2 separate regions of the Muntiacus reevesi genome follow, and region 2 is linked to region 1. A link is a contact called in public Hi-C data. All regions are on one chromosome and are shown on one strand. The core of a region is the stretch at or near the end of the contact, and the rest is flanking DNA. Distances in the headings are between cores, read along the strand shown. Region 1 holds the start of KAT6B (lysine acetyltransferase 6B). Region 2 holds the start of VDAC2 (voltage dependent anion channel 2).

What was found. A called contact is a pair of places that touch in the nucleus more often than the background predicts.
Region 2: a contact with region 1 is called in a Hi-C map of muscle, with 5 times the contacts expected there. The contact joins the promoter of VDAC2 here to the promoter of KAT6B in region 1. A contact is called at or near these places in 2 of 3 Hi-C or Micro-C datasets (blood and muscle).

What each region holds. Positions count from the first base shown.
Region 1 is chr2:109,752,021-109,758,982 of mMunRee1.1, forward strand. KAT6B (lysine acetyltransferase 6B) reads left to right here and starts at 4,557. Exons shown (of 18, transcript XM_065922667.1): 1 at 4,557-4,660.
Region 2 is chr2:110,079,005-110,085,966 of mMunRee1.1, forward strand. It overlaps VDAC2 (voltage dependent anion channel 2), which reads left to right and starts at 3,167. Exons shown (of 10, transcript XM_065922683.1): 1 at 3,167-3,325; 2 at 3,529-3,583; 3 at 4,658-4,726; 4 at 5,522-5,571. The coding sequence starts at 3,553.

The sequences.
Region 1 (6,962 bases), core at 3,307-5,806:
TGACTCATAGCGACCCCATGGACTGTAGTCTACCAGGCTCCTCCATTCATGGGATTTTCCAGGCAAGAGTACTGGAGTGGGGTGCCATTGCCTTCTCCATCAAAGGACTAGGAACCATTAAATTAAATATGGTATTGTTTCATTTTTCTTTTTTATAGCCTGGTGCTACAAATTGAGTCTTTATTAAGACTCTTTTAAGTCTCAAAACAAAACCGAAAAGATCCTGAGTCCTCTGTCCTCCCAGCAACGTTTAGCTAATTTTATAATCTTTTACCACCTTCTTGTCTTCAGAATATCTCACTTGATGCTGAGGCATCTTCCTGGTAAATATAAAACAATGGTTCTGAACTGTTGACTGCACAGGGTGCTTAAATACGAATACTAATAAACAAGCTTCACCACAGTCTTAGCTGTCCTCAAGTGGGACTTGGTGCTAGGGGGATTCAAAAGTTCCTTCAGCTGATTCTAATGTGCAGCCAGGGATGGGAACCACAGGTGTATGTGGTGGTTGTTAAGTAGCTTCTATGGGTCAGGCTCTAGGGCAGTTATACAGATGAAAACACTGGACCATGCAGTAGAAAAGCTAATTAGGGCAACAAACTGGCAAAATGTGACAACAGAGTGTAAGTGCTTTTATTCTGTAATTTGACAAACAATAACAGAGCACTTAACAAGTGCCAGAGCTGGATTGCTCCAGGTTTGCTTCACGTCCTGTGGGCTACCTGCAAAGACCAGGGAAACTTCACAGAAGAGGCCGCAGCCAAGCAGGGATTTGGAGCTATCTTTTTTCCAAGGTCTTCATCAAGTAAGGTAGAGAGGGCAGGCATGACTGCAGAGGGAACAGTGTGTGCTGGGCACAGAGGAGTGTGTGGGGCTGGGAGAAGCTGGAGATGAGATAATGGTTGGGTGCAGATGTAGCCTTAGAGATAGACTAAGGAGTGTAGAATTGGTTCAGAATGCTTTTAAATGACCCTAAAAGTTTTTAAGCTGGAACTAATGGGGTAAGAGTACAAAATATTTGTATTTAAAACAATGCAGACTTTTCATCCACACCTATAGCTTGAATTTGCTAGCCTATTTAAAACTAATGGTTTGACTGATCATCCCTCACCCCCTTTGCCCTTGACTGACATAACCAGACACTGTGACCTTGAGGGGATACAGTTTCCAGTCCCAGTGGCAGGTGGAAAGGATAGTGGAGACCATTGTTTTTCTAAGTGACTAATTGAATGTAAATAGACTTCATCCTGAGCTTTGGCCTGGACAGATCAGCTCAGGGTCTCTGCCTGCTGCCTCCCTTACTCAGTTTCTTTCATAAGGTTTTGTTAGTGCATCTGTGGATATGATCCCTCTTATCAGAGTGTTTGTGTGACTTGCTTCAGAGCAAGTAAACAAACCCAAAAGATCAAGCCCTCCAGTTCCCTTCAGCTCCTGAAGCTATTCTGCATTCTTTTTTACTCTTACTCAGGATTCAAGGACAAATAGGTCAGACCATGGAATCATCTCAGTATACTAGGGACTATAAACTTCTGGCTAAGAAGCTCACAAAAGAAACATTACTTTCCAGTTGGGAAAGATGAGGATTCAGCCTAGGCCAGTAGTTGTCAAATCAGGGATCATAAGCTTCAAGCCAAGTCATGGGCTAAAAATGTAGATTTGGGAGACTCACTGTAGACCTACTGAATCAGAATCTGGGGTTGGGCCAAAGAATCTGTGTTTTAAGCACTCATTCCCAGATCATTCTGATGTTGCTGATCTGTGGGCCACACTGAGCAGGTCTGGTCAGTGGCGCCCACTGGCAGCTCTTTTGGGGAAGGGAGGAGGACTCATCAGATGGGCCCCTGGATTCATAATCCTTCAGTCCAGTCAGCTTGCAAATTTTGCACCGTGCTTGGTTTTCAAGTTATTTCTAGGTTAACATCTTAATTGAGCTGTTCAGCTCAGCTGAGGCTTTGAGATACTATAGATAAAGAGAGGTTTAGAGGAAGCATGAAGTATGTATCTCTGGCTGTGACTCTGTTATCCTTTCCAGTCCCACTTATCTGAAGAGCCAGAATTTCTCAAAGGACAAGTAACCTTAGAGGGGAGTATCATTGGGAAAGCAACACAGTCCCTTTCCTTGCCATGCCCGGCTAGAGAACTATATTAAGAAAAGAACCTAAAAAAACAAACAAACAAAAAAAAAAAAACACATCAATTTGTTGGGTAAAGATACTTCCATCTTCTGTGTTTGCCAGCTCCTGGAGTTACAGGAGCACAAGTTTAGGCAAATGAGACCCTTTTCTGTCTAAGGTGTCTGTTCAGGTCTTGATGCACTAGAAATCCATCTGGCTAACTCATTAGTGATAACAAGTGTTAGATGCTCATAAATCTCCCACGATTCATTGGCTGAAGACATCTTAAATGTGGACTTTTGGCTTTAATTGTCTTTGGTTGCTTCTTTAGCATACTTTAGTTTGTACTGATTTGGGGTTTTGAAACTTGTTTTTAATTAAGACATGGTTTATTTTTATTGCTTGAGATAAAATGCAGGCTGGGAGGCTCAAATCTAAGTTACAAAATAAAAGTACATCTGGGCAGACCACGGGGAAAAAACAAAAACAGAACATAAAGGCTTAAGTGTGTGCCAGGATTCTTAGATTTACTTAGTAATTTCTTGGAGAATAAAAATCCCAGCACCTGCATTATAAAAAAAAGCATACCTTATAAATGTCCTTCTCTTTGAAATACCTAAATGAAGTAGACTGAATTATAAACTAATGGCTTGTAAAAATTCACCTTGAGCCGGCTACTGAAGATACTAAATAAAAGAGGTAGAGAGAGGCTATGAGGAAACCCAACCTGCTGTTTGTTTGTTTTATCAGTAATGTAACTCAAAAGTAGCCAAGCCGAGAGCTTTCCCTGTGTTTTGTTTCCCCAAGCTGAGCCTGTGAATGCCAAGATTTAATCTAAAGAGGTTTGTGTTTTAAAAACTAACAACCAAGTAATAAAACACCTATAAAAGGGATTTATAATGGAACCGGTGACAGTTTTGAGTGTAGTATTACAACTCTTCTGCTCCCCCTCTCCCCTCTTCTGTCCTTTCATCCAACTCTGCACCCTTTGTCTTGGCTCTTTCTCACCTTGCTGCCAAGAAGCATGTAAGTAGGGGCAGCTCACACCCTAGAGAAGCAAACCATCTTAAAAAAGTGAAGTGTGTTTTAGCTCTGCAATCGATGACTGCGCTGTGCTGCTGCTTTTGTTTGTTTGAGAGAAGTTGCTCTAACAAAGTACCTACCTAGCTTGCACAGTGGTTGCTAATGCGGAGCTGAAGATGCTGCTGCTGCAGGGTCACTGCCATGAGGATGCTAGAGTCAACGAGGGCAGGAAGCCGGGGACTCCTCTCCCTGGTACCTTGTGTCACCCTGCCAGGGCCCAAGACCGCCCTGGGGCAGACTTGACTCAACAGGTGGCTTTCCACCTAGGCCACCATGCCTGAAACTTGGTTCTTTTACAAAGTCATAGTTCTCCTCCCCCTCACGAAGAAATGGCGCCTCGGAAGGGAAACTTCGTACTCAAACTCTCTAGGAGCCATTTCTCAAGGCTACTTTTACTATTTTCTGAAGTCTCCCCTGTCAGCATCCCACCGGTCTCCGGGAAGAACGAGGGTCTCTCTTCAGAGTCTGGACGGCGCTGGGAGGCATGTGGGCAGCGTCAAAGTGGCCTCGCCTGGGCGGCCAGATGAGCCCCCAGCCTCCCTCTTGTGGGCCTCAGGAACTCGGGGGGCCCAGGGGAAGCCTGGAAAACCGAACTTCGCCATCAGCCTTCCTTCGAGCGCTGGCTAGAAGAGAGGGGGAAGGGCCCCCCCAGCCGCCTCCCCACCCCCGCCCCTAGCCCCTCTGCCACCCGGCTGCATCGCCCAAGAAAGCACTGAGAACGCAGCTCAGAGCTCTCCAGCTCCTCGCAGACCGGGAGAGGGCATCTTGAGGGGCAGCTTCCCCCTCCAGCGGCGTCTGACATCCCCACTCCCACCCAAGGATGCCGCCGCCGTGCCCTGTCCGCAGTCGCTGAATGTCACTGCTCCCTCTTCCTCCTGATCAGGGTAGACACAGCTCCCGAAGCATCCCCCACCCCAAAACTGCCGCGACCGCCCAGGGTACAAGGCCCCGCGGAGGACGAAGTTTGGGGCCCACGGCGGCGGGGGGTGGGGGGGCGCTTTGGCGAGGACCGCACCTCTCAAGTCCCAGCCCTGGCGGGCACACTCCCCGCCCCAAACGGCCCAGGCGTCCCCATCCTCCCGCGGACACCGGCATCCCCGCCCTCCCCCGAGGGCGGCAAGCGGAGCCCCCCCAGGGCGGAGGCAGGTACCCCCGGGGCGGGGACTGGGGCGGGCGGGGTCCAGGCTGCGCCCCCGGCCGGGCCGGGCGGGCTAGCTGGCGGCGCGGGGGGAGCGGGGCTGGGCGGCGCTGCCTCGGGCTCTGTGCGCTGCAGCCCGGAGCCGAGGAGGAGGAGGAGGCGGAGGAGGAGAAGGAGGCGGCGGCGGTGGGTCCCGGGCGGGGGGAGCGCGGCGCTGCGGACCCGGGCGGCTGGCAAAGGACGAGGCGGAGGCTGAGGAAGGCAGCGGGGAGACCCGGGCTGCAGCAACAAAGGGCAGCAAGCGATTGGCCGGGCTGCAGGCGAGGTTAGCCCGGGACCGGGGTGGCTGGAGGCAGCGGCGAACGGTGCACGTGCTTGCAGACACGGGCGAGTGTGGAGCCGGGGGGTGCACGCCCGGCGGGTAAGGGCTTGCTCCCCCTCGGCACGGGATGGCGAGGAGGCTGCAGCGACATCATACTGCTTGCACCCGGCCTCGGCTTGCAGGGTAGGGGTGCGTGGGGGGTAAGGATGCGAGCCAGGGGGCGGGCGAGTAGTCGCCCGGGACAGGACGGGAGAAGGTGGAGGAGGGGGCGGGATGGAACGCTCCAGGCGGCGCGCCCGTCCGCGCGCTCCACCGCAGGAGCTGGCGACTGAGAACCTCGAATTTTAACTTCGCGTGCCCGCCCGCGCGCGCCCGCCCGCGCCCACCCCTAAATCCTGCGGCCGCCGCCAGCGATCAGCTCTCACACAAACTTTAGCTGCGGGCTAGGGGGTTTGGGGTTGAGTGGGGGAGGGGGAAGGGAAAAGGCCCTCTGATTGACGTCGTCTGCAGCCAATAAGGCCAAGTACCTCTCCTACGAGTAGACCCAATCCTTTTCTAGAGGTAGAGGGGGCGGGTAGGTGGAAGTAGAGGTGGCGCGGTGTCTGGGCGAGAGAAAAAAGGCTGGACCAATAGGTGCCCAGAAGAGGCGGGCCAGGCGGTCTGTTGATTGGTACTGGCAGTGGGCCCTCCCCCGGGGTGGTACCGGAGGGGGGGCTGATGGGTCGAGGGGTGTGCCTATGCGGAGGCGAGATGACCGGCAGGATCCTGCCCCAATGGGCTGCAGAGTGGTTAGTGTGTGGGTGACGGACAGACTCCTAGGCCAACGGGTGGCCCTAAGTGTCTGCGGTCTAGTCCAATGGAGCAGCGCTGGGGCGGGACCGTGGCTCGGGTTTAATGAGACTCCATTGGGCTGTAATCAGTGTCATGTCGGATTCATGTCAACGACAACAACAGGGGGACACAAAATGGCGGCGGCTTAGCTCCTACCCCTGGCGGCGGCGGCAGCGGTGGCGGAGGCGGCGGCACCTCCTCCAGGCGGCAGCCGCGGCTTTTTTCTCAGGCAGCGGCAGCGCCCCCGGCAGGCGCTGTGGCGGTGGCGCGCGGCCAGGTCTGTCACCCACCCCGCGCGTTCCCAGGGGGAGGAGACTAGGCGGGAGGGGGGCGGGAGGGGGAAATAGGGGGCTTGTGACGCCCCTCCCACAGGCCTCTGCGCGAGGGTCACCGCGGGGCCGCTCGGGGTCAGGCTGCCCCTGAGCGTGACGGTAGGGGGCGGGGGAAAGGGGAGGAGGGACAGGCCCCGCCCCTCAGCGGGACCTCCAGGGCAGGGGGCGGGGCTCGAGGGTAGAGGGGCGGAGCGATATCGAGATGGGGGCGGGGTTCGGGTGGTCGGAAGGCTAGGGCTCGTAGGGGTTTTCTGAGTGGGAGGGACCTACTAGGAACGGTAGGGGGCCAGTGAGTGTCTGGGAAGAACACTCCCAAGGAGGGGGTGGGTGTGAGGGGAAACGAGGTGTGCAAGCAGGTGCAGCAGGGAGGGTGAGGAGAGGGCAGGATGGGGAGATGTAGAGGGAGGACCGAGGGGCAAGTGAAACGGTGCAGAAGGCTGAACTTGTAGATATCGGGGGAGGGGGGCAGAGTAAGAATGGATTTGGGTGTGGTGGATATGGAGTAATGCTGAGAAAGCGGTGCAGAGTAGATGCTGGTTTGGAGGAAGTATTTGAGGAAACGGGGGTCAGGTGCATTTACAATGGGGGGAAGGAGGTATATGGGTGAATCGGCATGCTAGAATAGAAAGATTTGTTAGCTTTGGGGTATAGAAGCTTGGAAAAAACATGGAGGGATGGGAAACGGATATTCTTTGGAGAGTTTCTGGAAGACAGAAGAGCAAACTTAAATGCCAAGGGAGCCTACTTAGAATTTAGATATATTCTAAATTATTACGTATATTTTGCCCCGAGGTGACCCTTGCGCAAAATATATCTAACAGAAAGTCTGTTAGGAGTCAGGAGGTTCAGGAGGTGGGAAAAGGTGACAGGTGTGAAGAAAGGTACGTGGGATTGGGCGAATGTGATTTGGATTGAATCGGGAGGGTAGATGGGCAAAGAAAGATGTTAGTGTGGGAGACAGGGTTGTTAGAGGCTTCCCAAGTGGCTCAGTGGTAAAGAATTCACCTGTCAATGCAGGAGGGTAGGGGACAGGTTTAATCCCTGGGTCCAAAAGATCCCTTGGAGTAGGAAATGGCATCCCACTCCGGTATTCTTGCCTGGAAGGGAAATTCCATGAACAGAGGAGCTGGTGGCCTACAACC
Region 2 (6,962 bases), core at 1,917-4,416, 330 kb after region 1:
GGCCTGCATGGACTTTGTCCTCAGAGTTGTTTCTCCTGAGCATGAATTGAACTGCCACTGACACACTGCTATGAGATGGTCAAGGAGTGAGCTATGTGAGGGAGGATGGAGCTTGCGTGTACAGGCTAGGGTGTACCCTCAGTGTGGGGCAGAGCCTGGGGCAGGAAGAGAAAGTGCGTATCTAGGGCTGGCTCTCCCCATGTGACGTCATCTGGCACGGTCAGGAACAGGACTGAGTTGCAATAAAGGAATGTTGAAGATTGGCCCAGTGGGATTTCAGAACTGCTGTGGACTCCACTGTATGTCCTGTTTCCCCGCTTTGACCAGGGATTTCTTCAGCAGTTTCTGTGTGCCTAACCTACTCTGTGTGTGTTGGATATGTGTATGTGTGGGAGTAGGCAGCTTCTCTTTAGTTCATAGATCTTCAGATTAAGGGGAACTGTATAGGAACTGCTGTACTTAAAGAAACTACACCAGAGAAGCCTCTTGCTGATACTGTGAATGTGGAGATTTGAGGGAGGTTTTAGGAGGGAGTTAGTGTATTTTCTGTGTAGAAGAAATGTAAGTAATGTGACCAGAGTGTTGACTATGATAGTTTAAAATATATCCACAAATTCTTTGATACTACTTTCAAAAGGAAGAGACTAATTTCTCTTGCCTTGAGGGTAGACTAGTCTTAGTTAACTCACTTCTAACAAACAGAATAAGGCAGAAGTGACGGTGTGATTTCTGAGATGGGATCATGTAAGAAACTGTGGGTTTTGTCTCTCTTTGGGATCACCAGCTCTGGAAGGAACCAGGAGCTTTGTCAGGAAGACACTCAAGCAGTCGTTCTATGGAAATAGCCACGTGGTGAGGAACGGAGGCTTCTTACCAAGAGCTACGCGAGGGAGCCACCTTGGAAGCCAATCCGATAGCAACAGTCAACCCTTCACATGACTAGACCCAGCTAAAACCTTATGGGAGGCCCTGAGCCAGAACTACTCAGCTAAGCTTAATTTTTAACCCATGGGAAGTTTCAGATACTAAAATGCTTGTTGTTTGAAGCTATTAAGTTTTGGGGTGATTGGTTACACAGTAATAGTAACTAATAGTCAATCTTGACCTCACTTGACCACTCCTTAGGATGTGATACTACTCAGCACTCCCTCTCCCATTGAGGCTTCCAAGAAAGTACTCCCCCTTGAGTTTTTTTAACCTGGCCAGTCTTTATCAGTTTTCTTCATTAGCTTTGGACGTGAGCACTCAGACATATCTACTGAATACAACTTTGAAATAAATTGCCGATTCTGCTCCTGGTTATTAGGTATTGTGTACATTCCTTGGAGTTGTAGAGGGTGAAGCCTCAGATCTATGTTCTGTGGCACAGTGAAATTCTTTGGGGGTTATAAATGCTAGACAGTTCACAGAGTGAATAAGTCCTACTGCAAGTAACCAAGGTACCTGAGCAGAGTCTAGGTTTTTCTGGGAGGTGGTGTATTATGCTGCAGTTGTGATGGGATGGCATTCTCTGCCAGGAGCCTCACAGTAGCATCAAACATGGCCTGAACAGACCAATTCCTTGTGGAACCAGGCTGATTTCAGACCAACCTGTTTGTGCTTGAATGAAGGAATTAACCAGTGCTTCTGGTGCTTGGGCTTCCCTTGTGGCTCAGCTGGTAAAGAATCTACCGGCAATGTGGGAGACCTGGGTTCAACCTCTGGGTTGAGAAGATCCCCTGGAGAAGGAAAAGGCTACCCAGTCCAGTATTCTGGCCTGGAGAATTCCATGGAGTATACAGTGCATGGGGTCACAAAGAGTCGGACACGACTGAAAGACTTTCACTTCATTTTTTCTAGTGCTTGAACTCTTACCAGCAAAGACTCTTACCTTCTTCTAACCCTTTACAATGAGTAATCCCGACCACGACGAAGCAAGATTGCTGGCTGGGGTTGCTCTCGGAGGGAAATCCAACAGCCTGTAGCTTTTTATTCAGGTTTGCATTGTGGAAGCCTATCTAATTATCCTTTTTTCCTGGTTTAGGAGGATATGGAACCTTGGCCTTGGCAGCATTTGAGCAGAGGTGACTTTCAGAGCCAGAGTCCGGGAAGGAAAAAAGGCTTTGCTCATAGTCTATGGTTGTTAATGGCTATTAAAGGCCACTTCATCTCATTTAAGCTTAAAAGAAGCTAGGGGTACAGAGGGGATAAATTGCTGATATTTGCGATAGATTCCGAAGCCTAAACTGACTCTACTTACATCTCATTAGACAGCTCATTTTTTCTTATTCCTTTGGTTCTCCCACTCTTCTTGCACACCCAGTGAACTTGAGTGCGGCGTTCTAATGCTTGGTCAGCATGTTTCCTAAAATTTCCAGCAGGAGTGACTCATTAAAACATCTTCAGTTCTCTGAGCGTGTAAGGCAATCGTACCTCTAACCGGGAAATAAGCGGCAGAAAAGGAACCCTAGGGCCTTAACCCGGGTGGGGGCGGGGGATCGAGGCAAGGCGGGGCACCCCGAGACTTGCTCAAGTTTGTTCAGGGAGGGGCAGCCCAAGAGAGCTTCTCAGGTCGAGCCCCGCTCAGCAGGGCAATTACACGAGGTGGGAGGCGGGACCAATGTAGGGAGCGCCCGAGGGGCAGGAGGGGCGCCTGTGCTCACTCCTTTCTCCCCGGGTCGGGAGGCAGGCAGGGTTTTTCAGAAGCGCACGCTGCACACGCTCAGTGTAGAAGAGGTAGTGCTCAGCTGACTCCTTCCTAGACTGGGGATTGGCTCTGCAGGGTGTGCGAACCCCAGGGGAGAAAGGGAGTTGGAGAGATGTACGTGACCGGGGGGTGTGCAGCCGCGCCCAGGCGCGCCGAGCCCCGCGCAGGCACGCGCCTGACGCCCCGCCCCGCCCGTGACGTACGCGCGCGGGGCCTCCACGCCATCCCCCGCCCGCGAGTTCCCCCCCGCGCTGCCTCCGCCGTTCCCCGCCCCTTCGCCTCTGGGGCTGCCCTCGTCGCTGCCTGACCCGAGGTCCGGCAGCGTCTATTTTTCCGGCCCCCGCCGAGGGACCGAGGCGGCCCAGCCCAGGGGAACGGCTGCGCTCGGGACACGTGGTCGTTTCGGAGCAGGCTGGAGTGAGTAGCGGGCGGCGCTGCGGGGACAGGCGCGGCGGGCAGCCCCAGGGGTAGCGGCAGGGTCCTGGCGGGGGGAGGACAGGGTTGCGGCGGGCGGAACGGTGTCTCCTTCACTTCGCCCTCCAGCCGCGGCAGCTGCAGCCCGACGCCTAGCGAGCCGAGCGGTCTCAGCTGCTAGCGGAGCGGCAGCGGCGCCTTCCCTTCCCCCCCGGAGACCACCAGGTACCACCACGCCCGCCTCACTCGGACCCTGGGCCTGGGCCCCGGCGGCCAAGCAGGACGCCTGAGTCGGACTCGGGGTCGGCCCTGACTCCCTAAGATGGCCGCGCTGCCCCGCGGCCCCTCTTCCCGATGTCTGAGTCCCCCTTCTGGCCCCTCGATTCACTTTTGACCCCTGCTGACCGCACTTCTTGTCCCTCCCTCAGATCACCTCTCCCCTCGGCCTCGCCATGGCGACCTACGGACAGAACTGCGCGCGGCGTAAGTCTAGTGGGGTTCTCTGCGGGGTGGGGCGGCGGTGTCCCGGCAGCCGAAGCCTGTTGACCAGAAAACCTCAGCTTCTTTTCCTCGTATCTTTCAAAGGGCTTGTAAACTCACCCCTTTCGTTAGCCAGTCCGCTGTCTGACTTCCCTGACTCTGCGGAGGAGGGTGTGAGTGGCATGGATTTCGGATAGGGGGACTAGGAATGGGGAGTTGGTCTGTGGCCGCATTCACCTTCAGTTTTTGGACGTGCGTTTGATTAAACTCGGAAGCAAAATTATTAATTGTCGGATTCAGCCTTTGAAGGATTGGGCCGGTCACTTTTTTAGAGGAAGTAGTAACCCCCCTTCTGAGAGCGCAAGGTCATTACATGTGCTCATAAGGGCGTGGACGTGCTATGTAGAATGAATGAGCTGGTGTGGCGAGCTCAGATTGCTTGCTCTTAAGCCTCATCGCATTGGCCGATTACTTGAGTGTCATATTAATATGTTTAAAGTGTATTGGATGTTTAGTTGATGCAGACGCTTGAGTTAAACATGGATAGCTGCATTTTTTTAAGTTCCAATGTTTAGGTTGCCCAAATATGAATTCTTTTCTCTTTCCATTCTAGAATATTGTTTTGGCCTCAGTGCGGATACTAAAGGATGAATGGGGGAGTGAAGGGGACATGTCTTAGTATTTTATTTTATCTCATTTGGTTAAATTGGCCCATTCCAGCGAATTTTGGCAGATATATCTTTACGTATAGGTATATATCTGTATGTGTTCGATTTTTTATACTAATCCCATCCTAGGAAGTGAAGTTATAAGCACTGTGTAAGTTTAGGAATAGAAAGTCTGGAGAGAGTTTCCCAAGTTTGTATAGTTACTTAACTGTTACTATCCATTTTAGAAATAAGCGCTTTGGTGCTGATATCTCCCTCATGGAGTTTTGTTGTAGTTTTATTGTAGCTTCTAGTGGTTTCAAAACCAAGTTGACCTGTTGGGATTTAATGATAGCAGTGGGTCCTAAGCTAGTTTTTGGACAGACTGGGAGAACAAGGACGTTAACACAGGAATGTTTCTTCCCACCAGCAATGTGTATTCCTCCATCATATGCTGACCTTGGCAAAGCTGCCAGAGATATTTTCAACAAAGGATTTGGTAAGAACTGTTTAAAAAATTTTAGATTAGAAGTGAAAATGTGTAAGTTTGGACTGCTTGGTGAAATTAATAATTTCTTCAGATAACTTTTCTGGTGAAAGAGTACTGTAACAATCTACATTCCCCCTTCATCCCAGTTTTCTCCATTTTTTCATTCTTTAGTTCAAGAAATTTATTTTTAAGGAAAAAAAATTTTTTATGCTTTTATTTACTTTCAGTGATACAGTTTAGGTCTTGGTTGACTAGAATTATGTTTTTTACTGTTTTTGGCTTTTATGGTGGTGACTCCTAAAGGATTATGGGGTTTTTCAAATAAATTTGGGTTTTCTTGAAGATTTTGTTCCATACCTCAGTGTCCCTATCCTTTTAGCTTTTTTTGAAGTAGTTTAGATATTAATCCCAAAGTGCGGTATGCCTTTGGGACAAATGTTGTAAATGCCTGTATTATTATAAGTTGTTGACAATTCTTGTATTTAAGTTAAAATGACTGATCTGATATTTAGGTTTGAAAAGCTTTCTTTAGTACGTGCTTTATTAAAAATGATTTGAAAGCCTTTTTGAGGGTGGGTGCCAAATACACATCGACACACTAGGCAAAGCTTCCTGGAGATGTTCTGTCCTTTACATGTTAGTTTATAGAATAATTAAAATTGTTTTCATTTAAATACTGTATATTAACACATATTTATCTTCCTCTAAACATGTGATTTTTTTTTTTTAACGTAGAGTGAGCTATTGGTGTGTATCTTTTTGTGCAAAAGTATCATTTTGTTCTTTTTTGCTTTCTACCTGAAGGTTTTGGGTTGGTGAAACTGGATGTGAAAACAAAGTCCTGCAGCGGTGTGGTGAGTGTTAGGTATTTACTAACCTAAAAGCGGCGTGGTGAGTGTTAGGTATTTGATAAGTAGTGACAAACTTCTATGTAACTTTTCAACACATAAAATAGTCATAACTGAAAGATGTCTACCCATTTTATTTTAAAGAAGATAATTTCATTTTAAAAGAATTTTATCTTGATTTATTTTGGCTTTAGATATGATTTCTGATTTTCATGTGTTTTGCCCTGCACAAGAAATTCAAAAAAGACAGTCTTGTGGTATTCTGTTTACTAAGTAAGATTGCAAGCTTGAAGGTAGGAAAGTTGTTACACTTTTTTGTAACCCATTTAATACCTTTGAAAAGCATTCAGGGAGACTTCCTGTTGGTCCAATGGCTGAAACTTCATGTTCGCAGTGCAGGGGACCTGGGTTTGATCCCTGGTTGGGGAACTAGATCCCACATGCCACAATTAAAGGATTCCGCATGCTGTAACTAAAAAGAGGATCTTGTATGCTGCAGCTGAGACCCAACACAGGCAAATGAATAGATAAATGTCTTTTGAAAAAAGGAAAGTTACTTAAGAGTCATGGGCTTAAAAATATTCAATAACTTTTAATTTGAGTATAATAATTATTTATATAGTGGTCATAATCTAGCAGCCCTCCTTGGGAAATTTCCACTTGTATTTTGTGAATTTAGAGAGTCTTAAATTTGAGTATTTTTAAAGAGGTTAATATTCTGATATTTGGATGTCTTGATTCTGCCTAACAAACTCCCTCAAAGAGCGTAAAGTAAAATTAAATTTTGTGTAATTTTTTTTTTCTCCTAAAATTTTTTGAGATTCTTTAGGGGATGGGTATAGTGTGTGCATGTTGAATGCTATTATTTTGATAAATTCTTTGTATAGTTAATTCCCTTAGTGTATGCAGTTGGTATTTACTTAAATTAATAATTTTGTAGTTTCTTAATGCCTAGATTTGGATTTCTGGGATTTTATATTGGTCCCATCTGTTTGGTTTCTTTGGTCAGAAAGGAAGCCTGAGTATTCGTTGTGGATGAGTGACTTAACTAGCTCAGGGTAACATTACAGAGAGCAGTGACTTGGTGTTTGTTTGTGTTCACTCTTTAAACTTGTTGGCCCTGTTTGTGTTCACTCTTTAAACTTGTTGACCCCTTTTAAACAAGTTGCTGAAACACAAAAACCCTTAAAAAAAGTAGAAGAATCAGTTCTAGTGTTTAAAATTTTACTTGCTGGCTGAAGGGACAAAATCAACTTTAAACTGGGGAATAATCAGAGCAGTATATCTAGTACTAGATTGTTTGATAAATCAAAATATTTGAAAGGAAAGGCTTATGGTGGACAGGAATTTTATGAAATTAGACTTAAGAACATGAGGGTTTATAGAAGCTTGATTAG